Regions from separate parts of the Mus musculus genome. Here region 1 is linked to region 2. A link is a contact called in public Hi-C data. All regions are on one chromosome and are shown on one strand. The core of a region is the stretch at or near the end of the contact, and the rest is flanking DNA. Distances in the headings are between cores, read along the strand shown.

Region 1 (5,969 bases), core at 3,128-5,627, 120 kb before region 2:
TTGCTACAAGTGTACCAATCTTTTTTATTAAAAAAACGAAGTATTATGGTTTTGATTACACGTGAATAGGCTCAGCCATGGGTAGGATCCTTGGGTACGGCTTTCTGATATGGCTCTTTGGGGGTGGAGCCCCATAAGCTGTAAAGGTAAGGTATGTGCTGTGCTAGTTGGGTGTTTTATTCTTGTAACAAAACTCCTAACAAAAGTAACTCAGGGAAGTATTTTGCTCACAGTTCCTGGTGTTGCCCACCATGGTGGGGAAGCGATAGAGATAGGAGCCGGAGGGAATGGATACACTCAGGACACACAAAGAAATGTCATCCTGTGCTCAGCTCACTCTCTCCTTTTTATTCAGTCTAGGACCCGGGCCATGGGATGGTACTGTCCATGTTTAGGGTGGGTCTTCCTAGCTCCATTAGCCTAATAGAGAGGATGCCTCACAGACACTCACGGAGATCCGTTCCCATGGTGACCCTAAATCCCACCATGTTGACTCTCAAGATTAACCACACCATCTGCCCTGTACACAGTTTCTTGCGTACCATGGGATGTGAGAGATGAACCCAAGTATAATAAGAGATCCCACACTAATGGTTTCCCCTCCCTCGTTACTGTGAGATGCAGCCAAGTGTGTGTTTCCAGTTTTATTTATTACATTCTGTCAGGGTCTAGTGATGCCCTGAGAGTGGGTCTCTCTCTGCTGGACTTTTGAGTTGTCCTTCATTTTATACAAAAATCCTCTGTGCTCAGAGGGTGCGGTCATCTCAGCCTCGGTTTCCCCAGATGAGCCAGAGACCTAGAGATGTGCATCCCTTTTAGAATGCTTTCTGTCACACCCTGCTGTGCGGGCTTAGCCCAAACCTTTTACCTGCCTGCACAGGCTCCTCTCAACTGCATTGTCCAGTCCTCCCTGCATGGCAGATGCTCCTGTGAGGCAGGCGCCTCTATTCTTTGGGCTGAGAGTCAGCTTTATAGCACATCTCCTTCGAGATGCTAAGGCTGGTCCGAGGCACTGTTTTAAATCATGCTGCCTCTTACATTCAGTTCTTATTTGGCCTTTGCTTGGAGACCACATTTGTCGTTCAGCAACCCGAGGGTAGTGTTGGAGGATAGCTCTTCTTCTGAAAGCTTTTCCTGGGCTCTCCATAGTTTGAACAGTCATCGCTCGTGCCTCCCACACCCTCCCTCTTGTTTCTCCTTCGCTCCTACGTAGGAATTCAGCAGTAAAATTCCACGACAGGTTTTTCTTGTAGCCCATGAGGGTTTTCTTTTCCAAGGTACACCAGGGAGTGCAATCTCTAGGTCACAGAAACTCAGAAACCTTTATGCACAATTCATAAATGGGCTTGACCTGCTTTTCCCTCGGTTGCCATGGCAGCCAGGTACAGCCAGCTCCCAGGGCTCCCCTAGGCTCCTCCGGTTTGTGAAACTTATAACTTAGCCAGGGAGAGAAGGGGGGGGGGGCACAGCAGGCAGTACTTAGAGTCTAGGTGAGCACGGTTGTGATGTTCAACGAGTGAGCATTCTCTGGGCAAAATGCTGGGCCCTGCACCACTGCAGGTAGATAGATGCTCCTTCATCATCCTGCCCCTGCTTTATTTGGGCCACGAATTCCCTAGGCATCCCAACAGCTTGCACAGCCCTCCCTCTGTTGGATGTTCCTCATGCTGCCTAGCTGGTTCATACACAGAGGCTGCAAGCTCACCCCGCTGCTGCAGGGAAGCAGCCCTGAAGATTCACAAGTATGTGGACAGAAGGAGTGTGGGAAGACCCCAAGCGATTTGCTCAACAAAGTGGCAGGTACAGAATTAACCAACACAAACCACTAGCCTTTCTATTATACACCAATGACAAGTGAATTCGGGGAAAATGAAAGAAATAGTTCCTTTCTTAACAGTCACAGATAGCACACCAACTGGGAAGAAATCTAAGTGTCTTAGGGTTTTACTGCTGTGAACAGACACCATGACCAAGGCAACTCTTATAAGAACAACATTTAATTGGGGCAGGCTTACAGGTTCAGAGGTTCAGTCTATTATCATCAAGGTGTGAGCATGGCAGCATCCAGGCAGGCATGGTGCAGGAGGAGCTGAGAGTTCTACACCTTCATCTGAAGGCTGCTAGGAGAAGACTGATTCCCATGAGGTTAGGAGGAGGATCTCAAAGCCCATCCCCCACAATGATACACTTCCTCCAACAAGTCCACACCTCCCAGTGGTGTCACTTCCTGGGCCAAGCACATTCAAACCACCACACCAAGGAAACAAAAGATGCCTGCAATGAAAACTTTAAAGTGCTCGATGAACACCTGGAGAGACGGCTCAGTGGTTGTTAAGAGCAGTTGTTGGTCTTGCAGAAGATCTGAATTCAGTCCCCAACATCTCACATGACACAACCATCTGTAACTACAATTCCAGGAGATCCAATGGCTTCTTCTGATCTCTGTAAGAATCAGTCACTCACACGGTACAGATACATACATGTAAGCAAACATTCACACCCACAAAATAATGATGAAAATCACAGCTGTTATGAGGGTAACCAACTGAGTTTTAAAGTTGGATACAAGGCCCACTTTGTAGGTGGGAGCTCGTGTCCAACAGTGTGGGCCTGGTCAAAGACCCATGGCTAGGGGAGCCATTGGCTCTAGGGATGAGCCTTCTAGGTTTATTTTGCTAAGCTTATTTGTTAAGCTGCATCTTAATAGTTATGCTTGCTCTGTAGTCTAGCAATATCCTCAAGTTTGTTCAAAGAAGTTTATCTTTGCAGGGAGCATTTGCTAATACAAACTCGCGGTTGGTGACAAGGTTGAGAACCAATCACTATACATGCTCAGCATTACACAAACCCCCCTTATTGTCTCCTCCACAGCTTGGAGAACATTGTGGAGGAAGCAGGAGAAAGAACTTAAGATCTGAGGGACATAAGGTGCTGTCATGAGGGCATGACATGGCTGCCACGCTCATGAACTCACAATGGCTAGAGCTGTCTGCACAAGTCTGAGCCCCCAAAACATTCAGCCATAGATGGGAAAGAGTTTCATAGGATCCCCTCCGCCCAGGGGGTGAATGGTGGTGGATGACTGCGGTGGGGGGCGGGGGGGGGGAAATAATTTTCTTCAGTGATGTAGCCACTTCTGCGTTATCCACAATTCAATGGACTCTCCACACTCTAGCCCAAGCTAATGGCGGTCACTAGAGCTGGTGGATCACAAAACAGAAACAAGAGGGATGGGGCTTGGTGGAATAGGAGGAGGGTAAGAAAGAGTGAAGGAATGAGTGTGAACAGAATGCATTATACACACGTATCAAATTGTCAAAGAATAGATTAGTAAAAATAAATTAGATCTCAGAGTCTCTCTCTCTCTCTCCCTCTCTCTCTCTCTCTCTCACACACACACACACACTTCTAGGAGGTGAATACACTTCAGTTTAAATGATAGAAACCTGGCTTTGACTTTTCTTCCTATAACTTTGGCTCCCAACCTTCTTGATGCTGCGACACTTTAATGACTTTAACGGAGCCCCTCATGTTGTGGTGACCCACAACCATACAATTATTTTAGTTGCTATTTCATAACTGTAATTTTTCTACTGTTATTAATTGTGATGCAAGTATTTTTGGAGATAAGAGGTTTGCCAAAGTGGTTGAGAACCGCTGCTTTAACTCAATATTGACTCTTCCCTGTTAAGAGAGACATCATGATGTTTATCGAAGACTCTAATGGAGTTTGGGTTGGGGGAGAGAATCTCGGTGATAATAAATTTTCATACAAATCAATTACTTTAATGCTATGAAATATTTAGTAACTCACGTCTGTCTGCCTAAAGCGGGGACAGTTAAATTATGACGAATGTGACATGTAATTCCTTGGGGACACCACTGGGTGGAGCCATTTCCACAGCAAAGATACAACAAAGATAAAATGGAAAATCGTGTTCAAGGCACAAAAGTAGCTTACTAATAAATTCTCTATGCTTCCGGTCATCTGGCCCACAAGTCTCCAAGCCGGCAATGAATGAATGAATCAATGAATGAATGAATCAATGAATGAATGAATCAATGAGTGAGTGAGTGGCTGAAAGAGGAAGCAATACAATGTAGCCAAAAGTTTAGCCAGTGGATCCTGTCTGTGGCTTTGGCTGTTTTTTGTTTTGTTTTTTGGTTTTGTTTTGTTTTGTTTTTTACACAGGGGCTGTAACAGCAGTCTAGTGGGCTGGCTGCATGGAGGGACGCAGCCCTCTGGGCCAGCTGATGTGATGAGGGAGCCAAGCTACTCCTCAGCAGGAAAAGGTCTTACACTTACATCTCAGAGCATGTCTTGGGCTGCCTAATGGAGCTGCTTCTCTTTTGTTCTTCCTTTTGCAGCTGTTTTCAAGCCTTGCATTTTAGGTGCGTGGGTGTTTGGTCTGACACATGTCTGTGCAGCATGTGCAGTGCCCGTGGAAGCTTGCAGAAGATGTTGAATTTCCTAGAACTGGAGTTATAGACACTTCGGAGCCACCTTAACAGTGCTGGGAGTCGAACTCCGGTCCTCTGGAGGAGCAGCCAGTCCTCTTACCCTCCAGGTACCTCTCGTAGGTTTTTTTTTTTTTTTTTTTTTTTTGACATATCAAATTTGACAAGTCAAATTTGTCTCCTGATTGAAAAGTTTTCACAGAGACATCATGGAGTTGGCTGGCTTACCCCAGAGTTTTCCACATTAAAATCATTTAACACAGAAACTATCAAAGATGACCAAATGAAAGGTGTCATTTATAATCCCAAGAGAGGGGTTCCCTTTGCTTAGAAGGCATTCTTTTTGGCTCTGAGAAAGGGCAGCTGAGGTCAGCTCAGGCTGCTGTACAGCCTGCTCCAGAGGCCCACACAGCCCACAGACAGAGGCCCACCCGGCCCACGGACAGAAACCCACTACCTCTGCTCATCAACTGCCACAGTGCTCTCTTTCTGATTATTTTCTTGGCTAAAAAACAGCACCAAAAGAGAGGTAATTAAAAAAAATTGACTTCTGGCAATGGTTTCCTATGCCAAGGGAAGCGAGAGAGCCCAATTTTATTGCCCCATGAGTCAGTTTTGTCTGTTACTGTAAAAAGATTGTTATGAAACTCATCAAATATTACTTCAGAGGAGAGCCAGTGTTTGTGATCTGTTCAGAAAACAAATTAATCAAGACACTTCCGGACGGGTCCTGGCTTCACTGGCTGAAGTGGTATTTACGTAGCCACCTTCCAGAACCTTCTCCCACACTTCCTTGGAAGGAAAGTTCAGGAAAACAGACTGTCTGGGACTAGAGTCAGTGCTGAATGACATGAAGAAAGCAGCCTGCCTTTCTCCAAGTTCAGCTTAGCTCAAGAGGGGACTGAGCAGCCAGATGAAGGTGCAGGCTGGGCACAGAGAACCCTGGTAGTCTGCAGGCCACACATAGATGACAGGGTCCCCAGAAGGCAAAGGCTTAGTACACAGCCCTAAGAATCAATGAAGAACCACATTTGCCAGCAAGTCCCAGAGGCCTGAGGCCTAGGAGGGGAGATAAAACCACCCTGAGCAGGATCTCTATACACCAGACAAACCGGGCCACTGTGGGTGGGGCTGTGCAGGTCATGACCCTCACTAGGTCAGGGTGAAAGTATATGCCTGACTTCAAGGACAACAAATAAAGAGAACTTTTCTATCCTTAAGTCTATATGTATCTGTGCTAGGGAGACAGCCCAGCTTGTGAAGTGTTTTCCTTGCAAGGACCTGAGTTTGAATCCTAGAACCTACACACACACACACACACACACACACAAAAGGTATGAGTTTGTGTGGACTTAGGAGGTGAGGCAGGTAGATCCCTGGGGCTCACTGGCCAGAAAGACTAGCATATATTGTAAGCTTCAGGCCAGTGAGAGAACTGATTCAAAATACACACAAACAGCAAAGTGGTTGAATCCCGAAAAATGGTACTAGAGGTTGGATTCCACGTGCAC
Region 2 (5,965 bases), core at 2,878-5,377:
AAAAAACAAATTGAAAAAAAGTCTATTCTGCAATATTTTTGTTGATTATTTTGGAATCTCATATCATGTACTCCAATTGTGCTCACCTTTCAGTCCTCCCATGTGTGCTCTCTTTCCCTGCAACCCCCCCCAAAAAAAAAACAAAGAAAGGAAAAGAAAAAAGGTCCTTTTTTGTGTTGTATATATGCTCACTGCAGCATGGTCATATTTCTACTGGTCCCCTATGGAAAGATGAATCTTTCTCTACCTCCACCCCTGCCAGAAGCCAACTGAGGCAAGTTTTGCTGCACCCAGAGAGGGGAAGGCCAGTTCTCCTGTAAGGGGTGGGGTTAGCTCTCCCGCACCCAGGGACATCAACATGGCTTCAGGCAGCAGCTCTAACCACGGACATTCTAATGGGCTTCAGTGGTCACACGGGCCACATACATGAACACAGCCCTTGGCCATATTAGCACCACTGACCAATTCATGACCCTCAGCAGCTACACAGACCATGAGGCTCAACATGACCTCTTCGAGGCAGCAAAACTCAAGGACATCGCCTGGATCTAGGGTTTCATAGCAGTCCGGGGCAACAGCCTGGTCCACAGACATGGCTTCGGGTGGCATAATAGACCATGGTGGTTCCTTCAAGAGGCTCAATGGAGAAAGTGAACTATTTGCAGAGGAGCCCACAGTCTGCATCTGCATAAGCTCCAGGCTGCTGCACACCATGATGCTGACCCTATCAAACAATGACAGCATGTGACCTCAGCCCCCTCCCTTACTTGTCACAGTTATCATGTCTCCCTCTGTCTCCTCTAGCTTTGGTGTGTTTTAAAGTTCAAGCAACTTGGCTTTGCTTTTTGTGTGTGGTTACAACTAGACAGACGAAGACTGAGGACCCATCCCAGACTAAAGAGCACAGAAGAGACCTGCCAGTGAAGTGTGACTCCATGGAGACTCCATTCTTACTGTTCTACAAAGGAATTATTGGAGTAACTGGAGAATTTTGGACTAAGCTTGTCTGTTAGAGAGCAGTCACTGGTATTGGCCATTGCCCTGAGTAGACATGGAGAAACAGAGAGTCACTAAACAATGCTATGTGTACAGATTAAGAGAGACAGATAATGCCAACATGGTGAAGTGAAAACAGTTAAAGAATTCCTGGGAAGATGATTCAAGGCTCCGTGTACTTTTTTTTTGTCCCTAAAGCCAATTCTCCATTAAAAAAAAAAAAAAAAAAGCAAAAAGAGTTTTCTGTAGTGTATTTGGGGGTGGGGGGGAGGGGAGATGTACTTAATCTGTTCCTATTAGAAAAAGAGACATTTAAAGCTATAAGTGTTCAAGAGCAATCCTTTTTAAATAGACGCTTTTTTCTGCCCAAGAGCATTCTGGGAATGCTGTTTGAGAGTGTTTATTGTTGCCATGGCCAAAGCCATAAAGAAGCACTTGTATCTGTTTCTAAATTGAAACCGAGGTCTAAACTTAAGGAACTTGTTTAAAAAGCCTTCCAAATGTTGCATTTCAGTAGAACTATCACCCAGAGAGCTACAAAGTCATAAAATCACTGCCAGAGTGAGGGGCTTCGGGTAACTAAGTATGATTCCTCTGGCCTGGGTGCAGGTAGGGGGCTAGAGAGTCCTCCCTGGATGTTCTGCCCACCCTTCAGTCCACAGTGAGGGAGGCTAACGATCTCTCTTCCACATTTGGATGTAGACGAGGACCACTGGCCAGGCACTGTTTCTTCTTTCTCCAGCTGCATCTCACCCTTGATGCTTCCTCACCCTTGGCGACTCCGAGTGACCCTAAGAACAAAGGCTGACAATCTTGAGAGTGAGGTTGACATTTTGTATGGAGTGGCCTGGGTTGCAGATGCTCAGTATCTGCTTGAGCGTTCCTGCTGAGTGTGTCTGGGACACCAATGGTCCCCTGGTGTGCATGGGGACCTCCCAGCGTGTGGAGGGCCTGGTGAGAAGAGCTCAGGTCATTTGCTCTCATCGATCAAGGGTCTCTGCCTTTGGATTCAGTCCGGAATCTGCTCCATTGGTCAGTGGCTCCCAGGCCTTCCTACCCTACTGCTCTCCAGTTGGCAGGAGGCAGACAGTGGGGTTTCTTTAGACTTGGCTGTTCTGTTTCTCCTGACACCCCTGTGGAACACAGAGATGAAAGGCAGAAGGCTTCCTGTGTGGAGTCTGATGTCAGGTAGCATTACTTTTATGATATTCTATTAGCTGAAGCAGTAGCAGGCCATCTGAGGTCCGAGGGAACAGAACAGACAAACTTCTGTACTGAGTGATGGCATGTACTTGGTTACCTTGGCAACAGCTACCAATTTTGTAACTGATGTGTTAGAAAAAAATATTTAAAGTGTCAGATTCTGATTAGTTTGTAAGAAAATTGCATTGGAAATGGGTGTTTTCCAGCCAGGCTTTAGGGAAAAACTTTGGTGAATTGAGACACAGGACTTTAAAACTGGGTGCCATGGTCTAGCGAGGGCACTGGGAGCCAGCACTGTATGTCCTTCTGTAGCGTGGCCTCTGTGCCAAAGATTAAAGTTTGAAAGAGTTGTATAAAAAATATTAAAGTCATTTTTTTCCGTTTAAGACAGGGTCTCACTGCATAGCCCTGGCTGGCTTGAACTGTCTATGTAGACCAGGCTACATTGTAACTCAGAGATCCACCTGCCTCTGCCTCTTGAGTGCTACGATTATAGTGCCAGACTTTTTAAATGGCTGCTAAGGAGCTGAACTCCTGTCCTCTTGGAGTCAGGGCAAGCACTTTATCTATTGAGCCATCCCATAACCAAGTTTATGATTCGTTTTGGAGACAGAGAAGGACTGCACACACTAAGTATGCACATGGATACAGCTGAAAACAAACAAGCAAGCGTTTTTGTAATTCTTGGACAAAGACAACAATTCACCCACAACTACCATGGAGTAAGAGGGTGTTTTTGTTTGTTTTAAAACTAAGTTTACATGCCATTCTCCCACTAAATATTGTTTGCAAATAACCAAGCACTTTTAAGGTAAGTTTAAAGTTTGTTTCATTCGATGGCCAGGCCATGGAAGAGCGCATCCCCACCGTGCAGATGCCTCCTCTGAGCGGGTGTAAGTTCAGTTATGGAGGCAGAGTGTGTGGTGTGTACAAGCTATGCTCTGAGTGTTGGCAGCCAGCAGTGGGAAGCCCTGCTCTAGCATATCCAGCATGGGTCTCCATGAGCAGATCGAGCAGGACTGGGGGCTGAGGGGGCTGGGAGGCTGGGGCAAGGAGTTAGCTTAGTGACAGGCTCCTTCCCTTTAGTGTTCAGCTAAAAAATGATGAGGAGAGTGTTATTCAAACAAATGTATGATAAGGTTAATGGCAAAACAGAAAGCTTTGTACATTTTCTTTCAAACATAAACATTTAAAAACTTAAAAACTCACTTCACTGTGGACTAATACAATTAAATGAAGATGGCAATGGGGCTTGGGGGGCATGCTCACAGAGGACTCAGCTCCTAGCACCCCCATATTGGTTCACAGCCAACTGTAACTATAGTTCCAGGAGACCTGACACCATCCGACCCTGTGGGCACCAGGCCTGTACATACACACATGCAGGCAACACAGCCATGCACATAAAGTAAAATAAATAATTCTAAAACTTTTAATTAAATAAATAAATGAGAATAAAAAAAACCACTGTGGACTAACACCCATTCTTGGAAAATACAGTTGGGTCTGTATTTTATCGTCATTTCCTTAAGAAAAACCCCGAGGGAGAAGTCACAGGGCAGGTTATTAAATCTGTATTCTGTATTACCCCTAAGTCAGAATGACTTTTCAGAAGTCCTGAGTGCAATCATGGCTTGAAATATAGTTCCACTATGCCACGATTCATTGGACTTTCTCCAAAGAGACCAAACAGAACTTCAAATATTATTTCAGAACACTGACGGGGAAGGGAAGGAACTAGATTGATTTCATTTTAAACGACTTGTGCAGAGCTCTGCGTGGGCCAGCCTTCTCTTTGCCTTATTCCAATGGCTTTTGTTTGCCAATTAGGGGGAATCACCTGGGCTCAATGGAACAAAGAGGGAGGGAGATTCGTGTCCCCTTAGCAGCTGTCCTGGGTGGCAGCCAAAGACACAGGCCGGAGCAGCTGCACACGCCACGTGTGCCCTCCAGAGGAAGCAGCCCAGATCAAACAGATGGAAGGATCCAGTGCCTCTTGATTCTGAGACTTCAGGGAAGCAACTTGATCCTCTGGGGGAGCCCTGGTGTCTACAGCCAGGCATAGCCTGAAGACAGACCACAATCAGGGTCACTTGTCCCCAGAGAAAAACAGAATCAAATTCTTGATGCAGGAAAGGGAGCCCTCACCATGTGGCAAGCAAGTTCTCAGGGCCGGAGCAAAGGTGAGGGTTTGTGATGGAGACAGGGTCAGTCTTGGGGTCTGGACATCAGGACTGAAGGCCATGCTGGCTGATTCTGCATAGTATTCATAGGAAAGCACATGATCAGAACATCAGCGTACGGCACAAGCCTGGTGGTGAGTCCAGACAGAACTCTTTCAAACATTCAGAAGCCCCCATGAGATGAGCAGAAAGCAACAGGGTATGCAAGGTGGGGTGTTAGGGTGGCAAACCATGATCCCACAACCTCGGCCACAAGAAAGTGCTTTCACCACTCCAAGTCGTGCCCTCGCGGGTATCATCAGGAAGTGTAACACAGACTGAGAAGAAACAATATCCCCCATTGACATTAAGCCTCTTCATATTATGGGATCAATACTCAGCCTTGTTAACTGAAACCCTGGGTAGGTTTACCTCACCCAGACTTGAAGGGACCACTATGATAAGGCCCTGGGATTGGATACTAAGGGATATGCACTCCTTCACTCCCTCCCTCCTCCCTTCCTCTCTCTCTCTTTCTCCCTCTCTCCCCCATTCTGTGTGTGGTGTCTTCTCATGCACATGTTTGGCTTTGGTGTATTTTATTTTTTACTTTTCATAGATACCATGTAGCTCAACCAACACAGTACTTTAACAGGCAGACCCCCACACTCCCTCCCTCCCTTGTCACTTGTACTTACACAGATTCTTCATGCTTATGTAAATGGAAACAGATTCGGGTCACAGTCTATTTTCTACACAAGAACACAAGATCTTGTGCTTCATCCCATGTTCTTATGTTTGCCTTAGCATTTAGCCATCCATTATACGGATGCTTAAGAGTTCATTTACCCAGCAGCCGATTGACAGACATGACATCATTTCTATCTTCCCTGGATTTGCAACAGTGTCACCAGGAATAATACCATACAGATGTCACCCCACTTGTAGATGGTAAATGGTCTCAAGTAGGTTCACAAAGCTGAATAGCTTGTGGATTAGAGAGACATTTTTCAAGATGACCTGAAGCATCTGGGAGAATTCTCAATGTTCTCTGCCATGCACATCCATGTCCTCACTGCCATGCACATCCAAAGCTCATGTTTTTTGTCGTTCTGACAGGTGAGAATCAGCCTAACCATAGTTTTATTCTCGCTGACATGAGTGAGGCTAACATCTTACTGCATGTACATCCGTGTTCCTCTTCTGGGCTCTGTGCTGTCCTTTGCCCAGCCTCCTGACTTGTTTGTTTCTGTAATGAAGCCCATTTGTCACTTAAAGACTTGACTGTCTCTTTCCTCAGCCATGAAATTTTCATTTGATTCTTCTACACATGTTATACTTCTTTGGTGTCATTTTGAGTATTCTTCATTTGTTCTAAATATTAATAACTTTGTAAAAGTTTGAGTGTTATTTAATATTAATTCAGAATTCTCATCAGATTGTCCTATCAGCTGCGTCATCTCAACCTGCTTTGAGGCTGGCTCTACACTGGACGTTTCACTAAATTACCATTTCCTGCTCGATATCAACTGGAAGTTCATCTTTTGGTTATTGTATACTTTTTAGAATTCCATACATAGCTATTGCATTTATATAATTTCTAC

The links. Hi-C and Micro-C count contacts between places; a contact is called where the count stands out from the background.
Region 1: a Hi-C map of the C2C12 cell line shows a contact between it and region 2, with 4 times the contacts expected there. The contact joins two enhancer-like sites. A contact is called at or near these places in 28 of 484 Hi-C or Micro-C datasets (the AML12 cell line, the C2C12 cell line, the HL-1 cell line and 15 more), 3 of 115 datasets of contacts at active chromatin or transcription factors (the NIH/3T3 cell line, embryonic stem cells and fibro-adipogenic progenitors) and 1 of 9 other capture datasets (embryonic stem cells).

What each region holds. Positions count from the first base shown.
Region 1 is chr13:60,466,314-60,472,282 of GRCm38.p6, reverse strand. No RefSeq gene overlaps it. Among named protein-coding and RNA genes, the nearest start is that of Gm35333, 35 kb to the right of the region's middle. Within about 2 kb of position 4,377, at least 57 of the 459 cell types and tissues checked have an H3K27ac peak or open chromatin away from gene starts, as enhancers often do. A contact at or near this core is called in the C2C12 cell line, muscle stem cells and uterus, where this site is marked.
Region 2 is chr13:60,346,208-60,352,172 of GRCm38.p6, reverse strand. No RefSeq gene overlaps it. Among named protein-coding and RNA genes, the nearest start is that of Gm35333, 86 kb to the left of the region's middle. Within about 2 kb of position 4,127, at least 38 of the 459 cell types and tissues checked have an H3K27ac peak or open chromatin away from gene starts, as enhancers often do. A contact at or near this core is called in the C2C12 cell line, muscle stem cells and uterus, where this site is marked.